Linked DNA regions of Canis lupus: region 1 is linked to region 2. A link is a contact called in public Hi-C data. All regions are on one chromosome and are shown on one strand. The core of a region is the stretch at or near the end of the contact, and the rest is flanking DNA. Distances in the headings are between cores, read along the strand shown.

Region 1 (3,188 bases), core at 96-2,595, 110 kb after region 2:
GATGAATGAGTGTGGTCCACCAGTATTAGGAGGACTGCTATGGGCTGCTGTGCTCATCGTCTCAGTGGCTATGATGATGCACTCAGATCCCCTTTGCTTTTGCTTTACTTGGGCTTCCATGAGTGAGACACCCATCATCCTGGGGCATGAAGGTCCGGCCCAAGGGTATATAATGCCACAGACAGAAAATAATGCATCTTTTTTTTAGAATGCCCGTTTCACTGAATGGTAAATTATTGAAAATATTTTTATGTTAAACTCAAAATATGCCCTACAAAGAACATGACATTTAATCAAATTTTAAAAGTTAAATCCAAGATTTGAAAGAAATGTCCTATTTGCCTGAGGCCACTTTAGGCCACATACCCTGATCCTAGGGATAAACCTTCATTCTCCAGCTCAGTGGAGTCCTTGAGTGCAGAGCTGGAAAAGGATTTCTGGCTGATATTTCTGATATTTTCTGGCTACCGCCACACAGCTTCTCCCTCAGTGCTTTCCTCCAACTCTGATACATAACAATGCGATCTAAGATGGGGGAATCCCACTAAAATCCTAAACCACCGGAAAGCAGCTCAACTGCAGAAATTCAAGTAGTCCGGATGGCATGTATTTTTAGCTTTTCTGCACTGAAGCAGGTAAATCCCCAAATCTGAAATCCTCCGTGTTGCCAGTATTTTAATTAAATAATCATCCCGAGCTGTTAAGTCAAATCTCAAATTACCAAGGAGTACCTAGTGGTTATAATTAATTAGCAATTCTAGCCACACTGTTCTCTCAGCTTCCATTTGATTTTGCACCCTGCACAGTAGGATAAGCTCTGGTGCAGTGTAAGGTTGCTCACCGACTGCATCTCCCTCCGTAGAGAATCTAAGTCTCGAAGGGAAAATGCTTAGACGATCCCAATTACTAGTACAGGGGCAGAGAACACTTGAATCCAATCACTTTGTATTTAGCTTGGACTTTCATAGGAGATGGTGCGCCTGCTTGAGTGCTCTAGGATTCCAGGGGAGCCTGCAGTACACGGTGCTCCAGCTGGTCAGTCTGGAGGCCTCGAAGCGTTTGCAGCATCCTGCCTTTATGTGCACTGAAGATCCAAAACACGGCTCAGTGTCTTGGCTTCTGCATTTTTTGAGGAAATCATCTTCAACTGGCATTTTGTCTGTACGTGAATTTAGTGTGTGTGCACACGTGTGTGTGTGTGTGTGTGTGTGTGCAGGAGGGTGGAGTTGGGGGAGGCTGTGGGTTCAGGGAGCGTCTGTCAGCAGCATCTGTCGCTCTGGGCCTGAGACGTCCCCCGTGCCTGCCTGGCTCTCCTTGCTGCTGGCATCTCGCATACCAATGTCGTTAGGCACCGTCTGCCCTGGTCCTCCTACAATCCAGCCAGTGCAGTTCCCGGCACAGCAAGCGCTTCCTCTGTCAGAGCAGACAAACTGACTGAAGCCACAGCCGGAAGCAGGCTGACCACAAGTGCTAAAGTTCTGGTTAGTTCTTTTCTAGGTAAAGTTGGAAAAGTCCCTGCAAAGGCAAACATTGAAGTTTTAGACACGGGGGCGGTACTGACCTCTTGAAATGTCCTTGACTGGAAAGAAGGAGGGTGTGTGTGTGTGTGTGTGTGTGTGTGTGTGTGTGAGAGAGTGTGAGAGACAGAGAGGAGGAGGAGAGGAAGTTGGATTGTATGATGCAAATGCTAATCATTCTGAGAAGAGGTTTTTTTTTTTTTCTTCTTCCCAGGTTCAACTGAAGAGGCTGTTCTAAGAAAGACGACTGAGGTAATCAATTACCTTCCTCGGAGAAAGTCTGCTCAGGTAGCAGTTTGTTTACCATGTAAACAGTGGAGCATTTACTGTTGAAATAGCCGGACTAGAGATTTTGGATCTCTCGGTGGGGGGCACAGTGGGGGGCAGGAGGGCAAGAGAGATGGTGGGGGAGAGAAGATGGGTCCTGGGGAAGGAGACCTGTGGCTTGTCTCTCCCAGTCCCCTCTGAGGAGATTCAGAAAGGTAAAGACTGTCCCTTCAACTCACATGACAGATGTGTGTCTACTCATCTTACTGAGCAGGATGACAAACCAGGTTTTCCCAGAAAGCCTGGGACCGCAGGGGACAGGAGTGACTAGAGGAGGCAGGGGTGCAGGGGAGGACTGCGGGTAATCCTTAACTTTCCAAAAGCAAGAATACAGGACACTTCATGAACTTCAGATTACTTGCCCCTTTGGTGGGGAGGGGTGACTTTTTTTTACTGAAGGGGACTAAAATAATTCATTTTTAGGGCTCACTTTTCTGAGACCACAGCAAAACAAAACCCAGAATCTGTTGCTTTGGGTGAGAAACGGTGATAATGATCTCTAACTCTGCTCAGTGATTCTAAAATTGCTATTTATAGCAAATATTATACATTAAAAACAACTAAACTAAAAAAATGGATGCCAGCTATGGACACAGTAAGAAGATCAGGGGCTGGGGGGAGGGAAGGACGTCTTGGTGGAGCGCAGAGGATTTTTAGGGCAGTGAAGCTCTTCTGTTTGCTGCTGTAGTGCTGGATACAGGTCACTGTATAATTGTTAAAGCCTGTAGAAGGTACAACACCAAGGGTGAGCCCTAACGTAAACTGGTCTGTATTTAATCATGTGTCATATATTGGTTCATCAGTTAGAACAAATACACCGCAGTAATAAAAAATGTTAATAAGAGGGGAAACTATGTGTGTGAGTGTGGGGAGGGGAGGTAGGAAGGGAGCAATATACGGGAACCCTGTGCTTTCTGCTGTTTTTATGTAAACCTAAAACTGCTATAAAAAATAAAGTTCACTAAAAACAAGGGATCCCACACTTGGAATTTGTTGGCCAGTCCCAAGTCCAAAGATCCACTTTCCTCTGTTCCAAAGTTCAGTGAACTCAAACCACATACGGTATCTCTACATTTCACAGGTGCCTTTCTACCACAGCCTTGTGACATGAGTTTGTCAGCAGGAAGAGTGATGACCTGAATCAGGTGCTAAGGACTTCAGGTCACAAGCCCCCAGTGTGTTTGAGGACAGTGCGCCAGTGAAGGTGTCAGTTAACCAACTGGGGTCTCTGTTTCTCTTGAGAAAGAGATCATGGGCTGCCCCTAAGGAGGAGCTACTGTAAGGATCAAATAGGTGTGAGAAGGCGTCCCGTAAGCTGGAAAGCATTATGCAAAAGCATTATCG
Region 2 (2,760 bases), core at 110-2,609:
CTGTCGGCTACTGCCAAGAAAGGACAGGACATAAAAATCGCGCACCCAAACAAGTCCTCTTTATTTTTAAAAAGGGGGATGGCCGAGAGTAGGGGGGTAAATAAAATCTGCGTGTTGCTTGGTTTAGCCAAGTCAGCAAAACTAAAGAACCCTGAAAATCACCAGAAAGGAAAGACCTAAACTCTTGAAAACGAAGGCTAGTTGGTGTTGGAGCCAACTTGGAGAAGTCCAAGCGGTTCTCACTTCATTTGCATGAGGCTGCCAGAAAAATCCCAGAGCCGGGGGGAATGGTACCCCAAAACAGAGCCACCCGCCAGCCCCGCGCCGGCCATCTGGTCTGCAGTTCCCTGTGGGGCCTGCAGGCGGCGGCGAGTGACCCCCGCCCGCCCTCTGGGTAGAAGAGCTGGCTTGGAGCGGGGCCAGCTTCTCACTTACTGTAAGTTTGAGATGTTCGGGTAGGAGATCCTTCAGCTGGGCGATGCACTCGTTAATCCGGTCACGTCTCTTTTTCTCGATGAGCCGGTGCGGCAGTTTGTAGGTCTCCTGCAAGGCGCACGGGGAGGCGGTGGGCGCCAGGGCAAACGGGCGAGAAGCCCCTCTCCTCCCCTCCCCTGCGGCGCGATAAGAGTTGGGGCCGCGGAGTCACACCCAGAACCACTTTCTGCCCCTTCCCGTCCAAGCCGTTTCACAGAAGCACCGAGCCCACACCTTGCATCCCCCCGCCAAGCTCCAAGTGCGAAAACTTTTCTTGGCAGCAGCGCGCGCGCCTGGGGCTGGGGTCCCGAGGGGCGCGGTGTGTCTTACCTTGCTATCCTCGCTCCGCTTTATTCCCCGCCTCGACTTGTACACTTGGTACATGTGGGCAAAATCCATCCTGCAGGAAGAGGGGCCAGGTAGGGTCGTGACTTTGCGTGCCCGAAGGCTGCAGGCGCCCTGGAGGGTTAGAGGCCCCCGGACGCGCCCGGAGCTGCTCCGAGTTGAGAGCGGCGCAAAACGCAGGGCCGGAGCTGAGGCTTGGAGGGGCCGGGGAGCGCCAACTTACCCAGGTAGGTCTCCGGGCTCCAGTCCCGGAGCTTTGGGCAGGCAGGCGGGGGGCGGTTGCGCGCTGGGGATCCGCTCCATGGCGCGGCGAGCCGGGGCCACTGTGCACTCCCGTCTGCAGTAGCGGAACGTCGGGGTGAGGACTGTCCTGCAAGGGGCTCCCGGGAGGGGGGCTGTCTCTCCGCAAGGGTTCCTCCGGGTCTGAGCTCCCCGAAATCCGCTTGGGCTGCCGGGCGCTGCGGCTTTGAGGTGCTGCTTCAGTTGGGGGCGTGCATGGTGTCCCCGCGGCCTCTGGCTCCGGCTCTGCGCGCAGACTGGCGGTGTGTGCTCCCTGCGCCGTCTGCGCGGTGCGAGCCAAGTGAATGAGAAGTGGGGCGGGCGGGGAGGCGGGAGGGAGCGCGGGGGGGGCCGGCTGGGCGGAGGGGGTGGGGGGGCGAGCTGAGGAGTAATGGAGAGGCTGCGGGCTGGGTTAAATGGGAGCGAGTGGGTGGGTTGGAGCTACGTGTTCTACCCTGTGACTCCAGGCACGTCTGGCCGCTGCCAGGGAGGGAAGGAGCGACCTGCCCGCCCTCCCCCGGCTTCATCACATGAGTCTCACGTGTTGGACAACGCTCCCGCGGCTGCGAGGGAGCCCCCACCCCCAGTCCCGGCCCCCAGGTGTCTGCGGCTGCGGCGGCCTTTCCCCGAAGAGGGGGTGGCAGCGCGGCCTGGGTCCTGCCCAAGCGGGCGGGGGGCGCGGAAGCTGGAAGGGGCCGGGGAGCCGCCGCCGCCGCCGGGCCCGGGTGGTGGTGGTGGGGGGGGGGTAGTAACGTGGGCGAACCTGCCCCAGGGAAATGAAGTAAGTTCCCGTCTCCTGGGAGGGAACGGGGGAGGACGGATCCGCCCGCGTCTGACTCAAGCCGGGAGAGGAATATCCCCTCGCTCGCTCCAGCCCAGCCCTCTTCCTCCTCCCCCGCCCGGCCGGCTCCGAGGAACCGGCGCGCAGCGGAGGGAGTCGCCCGGCCCCCCTGCCCTCCCCGGAGGCTGGTGCTGCTTTCCGTCCCGGCTTCCCCGCCCCCACCCCCACCCCCACCCCGCGCCCGGCGTCCAGGAATCGCCCGCCGCGGGGAGGGGCCGAGGGGCGGGGCGGATGTCACCCCATGGGAAGCGGGCCGGCCGCCAAGCGCAGGGGCAGCCGAGGCCGCCGCCGAGCACGCCGCGCGCACCTGACCGCCGAGCGAGTGCGCCGCGGGCCTGGCTCCCCGGGCTCGGCCGCTGGGGACAGCCCGCAGCCGCGCCGCCCGCACCCTCCCGCGCGCTCCCGGGGTCCCGCGGCCCACGTCCGCCCCGCCTCGGCCAGGCCCGCGCGGAGAGGCCCCGGGCGCGGCGCCCACGTGCCCTCCCTCCCTGCCCCCTCCGGAGCAGAGGCGCCCGGGTCGCCTCCCCTCCGGCTGCAACGTTACACAACTGCGGCGGCGACGCCTGCCCTGCGGCAGCACCGGGCGTGACGCTTCACGTGGCCGGAGCTCGGGCCACGGGGCCGCCGCCTGCGAGGCCCTCCCGGCCGCCCCCGTGGGACGCGGACCCCGGGCCCGGGGAGGGACGCGGTGTGCCCGCCGGGGTGGGCCGCCCCCCAGCCTGCCGGGAACTCGGCGGCGCTGTTGGCGGTCTGCACCGCGGGGAGGGAGGAGAGAGACCAGGAAAAACTATCTGCCCATCACGTTGAAATCTTAGGCTCCG

Evidence for each region. Hi-C and Micro-C count contacts between places; a contact is called where the count stands out from the background.
Region 1: a contact with region 2 is called in a Hi-C map of blood, with 4 times the contacts expected there. The contact joins the enhancer-like site here to the promoter of BHLHE40 in region 2. A contact is called at or near these places in 4 of 9 Hi-C or Micro-C datasets (amygdala, blood and liver).

Annotation. Positions count from the first base shown.
Region 1 is chr20:12,835,721-12,838,908 of UU_Cfam_GSD_1.0, forward strand. The region is part of intron 59 of ITPR1 (inositol 1,4,5-trisphosphate receptor type 1); the gene reads right to left. Among named protein-coding and RNA genes, the nearest start is that of BHLHE40, 110 kb to the left of the region's middle. Within about 2 kb of position 1,346, at least 12 of the 20 cell types and tissues checked have an H3K27ac peak or open chromatin away from gene starts, as enhancers often do. A contact at or near this core is called in blood, where this site is marked.
Region 2 is chr20:12,722,388-12,725,147 of UU_Cfam_GSD_1.0, forward strand. It overlaps BHLHE40 (class E basic helix-loop-helix protein 40), which reads right to left and starts at 1,360. Exons shown (of 5, transcript XM_038565786.1): 1 at 1,043-1,360; 2 at 805-874; 3 at 436-543. The coding sequence starts at 1,122.